Regions from separate parts of the Mus musculus genome. Here region 1 is linked to region 2. A link is a contact called in public Micro-C data. All regions are on one chromosome and are shown on one strand. The core of a region is the stretch at or near the end of the contact, and the rest is flanking DNA. Distances in the headings are between cores, read along the strand shown. Region 1 has its middle 36 kb from the start of Mrps18a. Region 2 overlaps Gm46607 (a long non-coding RNA gene).

Region 1 (4,771 bases), core at 205-2,704, 250 kb after region 2:
TAGACAGGTCGTCAACACACAGACAGTGCAGAATAGAGTGGTGGAGACCCAAGTCATCCTGGGAGCACGGAGAGGAGCGTCACAGTGCCAGGTGCCACTCAGCCAGAGAAAAAAGAGGGGTTGGACACAGATTCCCTCCCCACTTTATCTAGCCCTGCTTCTCTGGTACCCACTGGCCGCCCACAAGGAAAGTATCTCTCTAAGGGATAGCATAGGTGGGTAAAGGTAAAAACAAAAACAAACAAACAGAACCAGACCATGGTCTGAGGATGGAGCTCAGTGGGTTGAGCTCTTCCCTGGCAGTCAGAAAGCCCTGGGTTCGATCGCCAACATATAAACCAGGCATGGTGGACCACAACGTATGTAATCTCAGAAGTTGAGAGATGGAGGCAGGAGGTCCTCTGAGTTTCATGCTGTGGGATGTATGCACCACACGCATCATACACACACACACACACACACACACACACGCGCGCGCGGCAAATAAATAAAAAATAAATAGAATATAAAAACGTAAACCCCATCTCTCTTCATCAAAGATACACTCGTGGCCGTGGACCCACCCCTCACCAGGGCGGGCAAGACAGTGCCATGCCTTTCTTAGTCATGTCTTCCAGGGCCCTTGCTCTCCGAAGTGCCTGTGGCATCTGTGAGATGGTATAGGTAGGGGACAAAAAAAGCAAGGGCAACTCCCATTCAAATCCCTTCCTGGACCCTTTAGTTCCATGTCCCTGAGCGACCCTTTTGTCAGCCCCATGGAGGGAGGGCAAAGACTCCCCCTTCCAGATGGGTCCAGGGAGGCAAGAAGAACCTACATCATTCTTAGGCACTTGGCTCAAAATGGTAGTGAGCTGACAGGGTTAGAGAAACTGGACGGGCAACATTAGCGTTTGCCCTTTAACCTTTCCCCTCATTCTGCTTCACACATAGGTGTGCGGGGAAAGCCTAGTCCACAGAGACAGGGATGTAGGTCTCCAGTGGCTAGAGGAAGGAAAGACAGATACTGCTGCATAGAAGAAAGACTTGAATCTGAGGTAAGAGGTGCAGGTCTGCAGGACAGATAGGTGGAACTGGCAGGAGAGTTAGCTCTTGGAAAACACCGAGGGCAGGGCGGAAGTCAGCCGGTTCTCCACCCGTCACAACAGCATGCTAACATGGGACCATTCCTTGTCTACTAGTCTCTCCCCAACACCACCTGACCAGGCAGCCCCATTCCCAGTCCTGTGCCCACAAGGACCAGGATGTGGGCAATGCAAGCCAGACAAGCCCTGACGTAGACAGCCCCACGACCCCCAAACGCAGCCTCCTCCACAGCCGTAAGTCAAATAGTCCTTGTGGTTTGGCCACCAGCCAAGCGCCCACACCCCAGCTCACGGGACCGCAAACTTCCCTGTTGCATCAGGTTACACAGCGCGTGCACACAAGCCGGGAGCTTGTTACACAACCTTGGTGCGCGCGCTCGACACCCACACCCTCCGGGTAGCCTGCGGGTCACACAGAGGAAACCGCAGCCTTGTGTGTATAGGGCACAGGCTCTATTCCAGACTTTTGGCATCCAGACCCGGAGGATGGACGGGTAGAGAGTGTGTGTTTGGGGGAGGGAGGTGGGGTAGGGTGGGGTGGGGTGAAGACTCCTGGCTGGGAGCCAGGGGCTGGGAGCTCTCCCAGTGCCTTGCTTGCTATGGAACCTCAGGAGCTCACATTTGGGAGCCTGCTTCCTTCCTTCTACCACGACGGTCCAGATGTCCCCACCCTCAGTGCGAGTTAGTTTCCTCAAACCCCTACCAACCTTTCTTTTTTAATGAAAGCAGAGACGGGGCGTTAGATGAGAGGACTTCTAAATGAGCTTTTCTTATTTTATTACACACATTAGTTTTAATCTGGTCAGTTCTCCCATCATGTGTGTTCTGGGTCTTGCACTTCAGTTGGTCAGACCTGGCATGAAGCACCTTTGCCCTCTGAGCCATCCCACCTGTCCTAAGGGGGCCTTTTCTGTTGGAACTCTTCCAGAAGAACTGAGCCCCTCTGTCAAGCTTAGGGAAGGAAATTTTCTTCTGTGCACTTTTTTAAATAATAATTTTTATTAGAATACAATTACATCATTCTCTGTGCACTTGTTCTTTGCATTATCTTAGAGGAAACATGTTTCACTCTACTTTATAGTAAGTGGGGGAGGGGTGCAGTTGAGACATGAACCTCCCTAGGACCCACATGCCCTCTAACCCAGATAGGACTGTAAACTGGTGTTTCGCTAAGCATTTGTGGCAACACAGGTGCAGATAAACTCAGGGGACCTTGATAAAATGAGGTTTACACGTTTCCTATCCTTGGTTACCAACCTGCTGAGCCAGAACAAGAAGAGAGATGCCTTGGGCCCAGGTGGCTTCTATAGAAGGCATCCCTAGAGACTTTCCAGGTCCTGCTGGAAGCTGGGCTCAGTAGGCCATGAGCTCAGGCAGCTGTGGAGGCCTACAAGGACATCAGGGCCAGATGACCAAGATAGTCACTTTCAACTACATGAGGCAAACCTCAAGCACCTGTCCAGAACTGGTCCTGCACCCTGGCTATGCAGACAGGTAATGATGCAAGAGGCCCACTACCTTGCTAAAGTTACTTAGATCTGCAGTGACCCCTGCTGGCTCTAGGCAAATCAGCCATCTGGCGAGAAGGCCAGGCCCTCCTGTCCCCTCTCCACCATCTATCTGCCTTTCTGTCATGCTCCGCATTAGCTTTGACCCAGCCCCGTCAGGATTCCCCCATGACCACACCCCACTAACAGGGTCTCCCTTCTTCCTTCCATCCCTATAGGCAGAATATTGCCTATAGGCAACATGTTACTGAGTTCTGGGGCCAGTCCTGGGGATGTAACTACACAGGACTCAAGGGCAGTCAACCCTGGAAGATCAAGGCCACCACACTAATAGCAAACCTTCCTCGACTTTCCCAGGAAGGGAGCCAACCCCTTATGGTAGATGATCCCTAAGAAATAAACACCATCCCTATATCAGCCCAGTTCTCAGGAGGGAAACTGAGGCACATACTTTTTTTTTTTTTTTCAAAAATTAAGTAATAAAGCAAATGGCAAGTCTCGGCTTGGAAACTACTAAGCCACCACCAACTATGCCAATTTCCCACTAGCTTGTCCCAAGGGCACCTCTAGTATTCAAAGTACAGTCTTATCTGCCCCATGCTCACCGCTTTGGGAAAGGGTGACTCAGTAGGCCTTGCCCATGCCCTTCAGAAATGGCCCTGTCATCTACATGTGATTGTCATTGAACTCTTTCTTGGAAACCTACAGATTTCATTTTTGTGCCTGGGACTCGCCCTCCTCAATAAAAGCAGCTTAGCTGGAGCTGACTCTGCCTTGGGGGGTGGGGGGGTGGAGTGGGAGGGGGATAACACGACATAGGATTTACACCTGGCCATTCAAGTGCCAGCACATTTTGACCACAGTGACTGGCTCAGAAAGGACATATGACCAACCCTGGCCAATCAAAGGCAGTCCCAGGATTTTCCTGAAGCCACTGGGAACAAAGACTAGCTTTCCATTCTAAAGCTGCTGAATAGGTGTGTGTGTGTGTGTGTGTGTGTGTGTGTGTGTGTGTGTAACTGTTAGGAGCTTTGCCTGGGGGACATTATGCCAAAGAAGGAAGTCCACACAGGACAACAGAGGCCAAAGTCCTGACGACATATTGTCCAGGCTGTGCCAAAGACAGACCCACCCCTGAACTTCTCAGTGGCAGAAACCAATAAATACATACACACACACACACACACACACACACACACACACACACACACACACTGGCCCCTATTGTTGTCTCCACCACATATGAGTTGAGTCCCTGTTCTTTGAAACTAAGATCTTTCAAAGCCGCCCCCAAAGCCCCAGTGTAAATCATTGCTAACGGCTCTGTCTCCCTGGTTTCAGTTCCTGGGTTTATATAGACATGTTGGACATTTTTAAAATACAAATCGACATCGCTGGCCACCCCTTCCTTCAGGATATACTGCCTTGGTTCCTTTTCAAAGGTCCCTCTCCCAGTCCCTGTCACTCCTCCATGCCTCCTCCACAGTGCCCCTTCTATCTGAAGTCCTGGTCGGTTGTTTCTTTCCTTCGCTGGCTCCTTTTGTCTGTAATTAACAGACACCAACTGTAGCTCCGCAAGCAAACAAGAAAGAACATATTGGGGAAATATTGAGCTACATCAGAGGGTAGACTGGGACACGGGGACACACTTGGGAACAAGGCGGACTTAACTCGGCTCTGCTCCAAAGCCTCTCTGTCCCAGGCTACAACAGTCAAAGTCTAAGCCGAGGCTGACCACCCCACCCAGAGATCAGATCCCTTTGCTACTCCATGAGTGTGAGATGGAACCCCCAGTGGTAGAGTGGGTCTGTAGGGATGGACCCCCCTCCAACTCTGGTATGGGAGAAAAGGGCATATGGTTTTTTCAGGCCATGAGACAAGGAGGCAACATCCCCAAAGGGACACCAAAGACAGAAAGTCATAAAATGAAGGTGGTTGCCTTCCTGGGTCCTCAGGGTTGTACTCCACATCCACACCCCACCCCTTCCCTCCTAGCACTAAGGTCTCCTTGTTCACCTTCATAAGAGGTCCCGCTTCCACCAACAGGCCCACAGTTTCCAGTGCCGATCTGAAGCCTGGAACTGTCTCCTGAGTCCAGGCCCTTTTATCTGTGAGGCTCAAAGGCCTCTAACTCTGTGGGGACACTAACCTGTTCTGCTCCCTGAATCTCTTTTTTTTTTT
Region 2 (4,902 bases), core at 905-3,404:
AGGAAGGGGATGGCTGAGCCCAGAACTAGGGTGGAATCTGGTTTGACTCCGAGCAAGTGCCAAAAGTCTGGAGGGGCTAGAAGAGAGGCCTTCTCCGAAGATTTAGGTGCAGCTTGGTCCTTTCTTGTCCAAACTGCTTTATTTTTATGGCAGATGTGAATGCCTAGTCTTACTCAGGGTGAACCAGGTATTAAATAGGTTTTGCGGGAAGGGATGCCCAGGAAGGGAAGCTCATTGGCTAAACACTCGGGGCCTGTCTAGATTCCTCATTAGCGTGGAAAACTCCAGGTTTTTAGGCTATGTGACCAGTTGCCATGGTCCTCTCAGTGGGGTGTCATGGTCACTTGTTCCAGGATTGGTAGAACCTGACGGGGAGCTGGTTCCACTGCCTGCTGTTTTCAATCATGAGATTTACCGGGGTTTTTCAACCTGCTTCAACCTTACCAGTTCTTCCGTCTGGTCCACGGTCCGCTTGCCCCACACTTGCCCAGGGTCTAGGCAGTAAATGGATGGCTCTAGCAAAGATCATATTGAGTGAGACCCTGAAAGACAAATGTTGACTGTTCTCTCCCATCAGGGGCTCCTAGCTCCAGATCACCAGATACCAGTGTAGTCCTCACTGCTCAGGAGAAAAACTCTTTGCAACTGAGACTATTACAAAACAAAACAAACAAAAAACTCCAACAACAACAACAACAACAAAACTGATCGCCTCTAACTGATCCCTACACTGTTATTCTAAAGAGCAATCAATCAAAATCAATCAATCAATCAAAATGCAGAGCTGTGGAGCTCAGTCCCAGTGGAAACATCTACAAAACAACTCCTGCACCTAAGGCTCCGGGAACATTGCAGGCATAGCCTTGTCAGAGGCTACAGCCATAAAGTCTCACAAACATGACAGCCTACACGGGAGCTGAATAGGGCAGCTTCAATAGGCAAAGTCGATGGGGAAAGCCACAGGCCCCATCCTTACACAAAGCATCCTTACCCAGGCAGCCCAGAGATGCTGAGGACATAGTATTTGGAGGGAGGAAAGGGAAGGGGGCGATGATGTAATTGTTTTTATAATCTCAAAAATAAAAGCAAGAAATATCTAGAAGAATGCATGCTTAAACCTCTGCTTAGCCCTTGGAGATTTTTGCAGGGAGAGCAGAGGCCCGTGTTTGGCTCATCAAGATGCGTAGCTCTGTGTACTGATTAGTTCTCGCTGCTGAGATAAAACGCCAGGACCGGAGCACTTTATGGAAGAGTTCATGTTGGATTACGGTTCCAGGGGATTAAGACTCCACCAAGGCAGACTAGAGCCATGGCCATTGAAGTTGAAGGCTTGCCTCTTTAAACTGGAAGCCTGGAGCTAAGAGAGAAGTCACGGAGGCTTTGAAACCTCAAAGCCCGCCCCAAGTGACACACCTCCTCCAGCAAGGCCACACCCCCTACACCGCCCCCAAACAGCGCCGCCAACTGGAGACCAAGTATTCATACATATCAGCCAGTGTGGGATATTCTCATTCAAACCTCCGGTGCTTGGCAACTCTGGGTATTCACAGAGTTCACCCCATCCATGATATTAACTAAATCACTACAGTGTTATGCACTGTGAAAAGCATATCCATACTTTATAGCCAGGGAGACTCAGACACTTAGGAATGTGCCTCCAAGTCCCATATTTAAGAAATGACAGGGGTTCGGTTTTGATGGCCATCAAATTTTAGTTCTTTTTTTTTTTTTTTCCAAGACCGAATGAAGAGACCCCCTGGTCACATGTGGACAGAGATTTATACAGGGCTCGAGAATAACAGTCCTTTGGGGGAACATGGAGATTGGTTGTGACATATCTAGACCTCTGAGTCTCACGCAGGTCAGGCACTTTGGGGAAAACAATTAGCTGGATCTTGGGGTCACCTCAAGAAGGAGTGTAGGGCGAAACTGGAGCAGGAGGAGAAAGAAAATGTTATTATCCGGTAGGACCTAAAGAAATCACCCCAGACCTCAGGCTCTGCATACTCGGCTGGCCCAGCAAATGTGGAGGTTCCCCATTGGCTAGGGAGCAAGGGACACCGTGGAAGAAAGACTATGGGAGAACTCTTCACTTACCTCAGCAGCGAAGGTGGGAGCATGAGTCTCAGCCCTACTCCCCTCTTCCCAAGGTGCTCCGGGGCCTCCAGCCTGGGCGTGCTCCTTCCTACGTAGCAAGGCAGAGGACTAAAGCAGGTGGGCGGGCTGTAGGTGTGATCTATGGATGATACAGCACGCGTGGAGGGCAGGGAGGATCCCTAAGGAGGAAGTAGCATGGCCAGCTGTGGAAAGGGATAGTTTGGTGGTGGATAGCTATGAGCAGGTGAGACCCACCCTGCCCCGGCTCGTGGGCCTCCTGAGCTCCAGAATAGCCGCGTGCTTCGTGCTCAGCTTTGGTTGCAGGGGACAGGGGCGGGAGCAGCAAAGTTTTCCGAATGGAAAAATGACGAACTGTTTCTGGAAAGCCGAGTTTCCCAGCTCGGTGGGTACAGCTGACTAGGGGAAACCTGAACCCTGCGGGCAGGCCGGGGGGTCCAGCAGCAGGGGAGGCAGGGCACCCGAGGCGCCTTTCCAGGCGAGTTGTGGAGGCTTTTCTGCCTGAGGCAGCAGGGTGTGGTGGAGAGCTGGAAGCCGAGTTAGCCTCAGTCATGGCCTCCTGCAGCCTGGGCCCAAACCAGCAGCCAGAGAGATACGTGACAACACAGGCATCTCTACTTCTCTTCAGCTCTGGCGATCCTCACTCACAGTGCTGTAAGGAGACAGGTTCCTTCCTATAGGGACCTGCAAGACCTGCCAGATCCCGTTTTGCTGTTCGTCTGCCTCTCATTTACTCTATTCCAGCCTCATGTCTGGCATATTCCTGCCTCAGGACCTTTGCACGGCTCCTCCTGCCTCCTGGATGCCTTTCCCCAGACACCCAAATGGCTCATTCCTTCTACTTCTCGAGGACTTTGTTCAAATCATCTCAGTAGGGCGTCTCCTGAACCCCTCCTACCAGTACTATAGGCTGAACCCCCTATTCTATCCAGTGACCCCTATTCTACCCAGTCGTCACCCCTATTCTACCCAGTCACCCCTATTCTGTGTTACTTTCCCTCTGGATCTCTTACAATCCTCTAATATATTTGTAGTAGGTAAATGATAGCGCCCCACAAAAGCTGTCCCTATTCTTACTCCGTCATCTTTGTAAATGTAACTGTAGTGCATCGCTTCTCAAATGGTGGGTCGCAACCCCTGGGGTGGGTGTCATCTGACACATTCACAGGGGTCATACATCGGGCATCCTGCACACCAGGTATTTATATTACGATTCAAAATAGTAGCAAAACTGCAGTTATGAAGTAGCTGTGAAAATAACTTTATGGCTGGGGGTCACCACAACATGAGGAACTGTATTAGAGGGTCGCAGCATCAGGAAGGCTGAGAGCCACTGCTACAGAGGATTGAATGGTGTTCTGTGCCCCGCCCAGAGTTATGTCCGCCTGAAAGCTTAGAATGTGACCTTGTTTGGAGGTATGGTCCTTGTAGGTGTAACTCAGTTGAAGATAAGGTCACCCCAGATTCAAGGGGACCACACCCAGTGACTGTTGTCTTCATAAGAACAAAGGACACACAGACACAGACAGAGCCACCTGAAGGCTGAGGTGATGCAGCCCTCGCTGAGCTCTAGTGGTTATCACCAGGGAGTCAGATGGGATGCTTCCCAAGTGCGGAGGAGGGAGTGGGGCCCTGCCAATAGCTTGAACTTGGCCTTCTGGCTTCCAGGTCTGTAGGGCAGAATAGTTCTGCTGTTTTGAGCATGCACTGACTTGCACTGATATTAGTACGTGCACAGCTAGTGCCACTAATATCACGGGTCACAGTTTACCAGTTTACTCACAGGGTTTGGTGTGTGTGTGTGTGTGTGTGTGTGTGTGTGCATGCGACCTTTCCATGTGGGTGTGTATGCACGTGTGTGCTTACAGGATGAGAAATGTGCCTAGCATCTGACCAACCTACTCTTTGATCCTCATACTAAGTCCCCAAGCCCCAGTCTGGGCCAGGAGATTTACCCTGTGTTCTTGAGCAAGTCACAGCTCATTTTCCCATGAAGAATATTAGAAACACCAGGCATGGTGGCACACACATTTAATCTCAGCATTCGGAAGGCAGAGGCAGAGGCAGAGGCAGAGATCTCCGTGAGTTTGAAGTCAACCTGGTATCTGTAGGGAGCGTCAAACCAGCCAGGATCACATAGTGAGACCTTGTCTCAAAACACAACAACCAGCAGCATCCTCAGGTCTGCCCTGCAGCTCTGCTCTGTTAGATTCTTGGTAGCTTCCATCCCTCTTTCTCCTTGGATGAACTCAGGGATGCCTCCAGCCACCCAGGTTTCCTGCCCTTAGCTCGCTGCCAGGAGCTGTGATCCCTGCCTGGGAGAGCAGGCGTGCGGATTAATCAAGAGATGGAAGAAAAGAGTGGAGGGAATCTCAGAAGGCCTGAGCAGAGGTGGCTGTAGCCTCTATGGACCACACCACCACCTTTCTCTGTCCTTGGGTTCTGTAGCTATACACCCCATCAGTCAATATTTTAAAATATGGGAAATGGGGCCTGGAGAGGTAGCTCAGCAGTTAGAATATCGGAAGGATTTGCACAGTGTTACTCCTTCATTCTTACTCTCTAAACAATACAATACAATAACAGTTTACATAGCATTTATGTTGTATGAGATATTGTATGTAGTTTAGGTGGATAACAGTATTTGATTAGGTCATATGTAAAATGTCTTTGTTGTGCACAATGCATTTGGGCATCTGTGGGTACTGGTATGGGGCAGTCCTGAAAGCAATGCTGGTAGATTCAGAGGATGGCTGAACCTGACCTCAAGGGTCCCACTGTCTATGC

What was found. A called contact is a pair of places that touch in the nucleus more often than the background predicts.
Region 1: a contact with region 2 is called in a Micro-C map of embryonic stem cells, with 1.7 times the contacts expected there. The contact joins two enhancer-like sites. A contact is called at or near these places in 1 of 15 datasets of contacts at CTCF or cohesin (large pre-B cells), 6 of 484 Hi-C or Micro-C datasets (B cells, the N1E-115 cell line, bone marrow-derived macrophages and 3 more) and 6 of 115 datasets of contacts at active chromatin or transcription factors (embryonic hindbrain, embryonic stem cells, pancreatic cancer cells and 2 more).

What each region holds. Positions count from the first base shown.
Region 1 is chr17:46,072,682-46,077,452 of GRCm38.p6, forward strand. No RefSeq gene overlaps it. Among named protein-coding and RNA genes, the nearest start is that of Mrps18a, 36 kb to the right of the region's middle. Within about 2 kb of position 1,455, at least 230 of the 459 cell types and tissues checked have an H3K27ac peak or open chromatin away from gene starts, as enhancers often do. A contact at or near this core is called in embryonic stem cells, where this site is marked.
Region 2 is chr17:45,820,112-45,825,013 of GRCm38.p6, forward strand. All of the region lies in intron 1 of Gm46607 (a long non-coding RNA gene), which reads left to right. Gm35692 (a long non-coding RNA gene) reads right to left here. Exons shown (of 3, transcript XR_876833.1): 2 at 2,098-2,767; 3 at 1,764-1,929. Among named protein-coding and RNA genes, the nearest start is that of Gm35692, 6.3 kb to the right of the region's middle. Within about 2 kb of position 2,155, at least 8 of the 459 cell types and tissues checked have an H3K27ac peak or open chromatin away from gene starts, as enhancers often do. A contact at or near this core is called in embryonic stem cells, where this site is marked.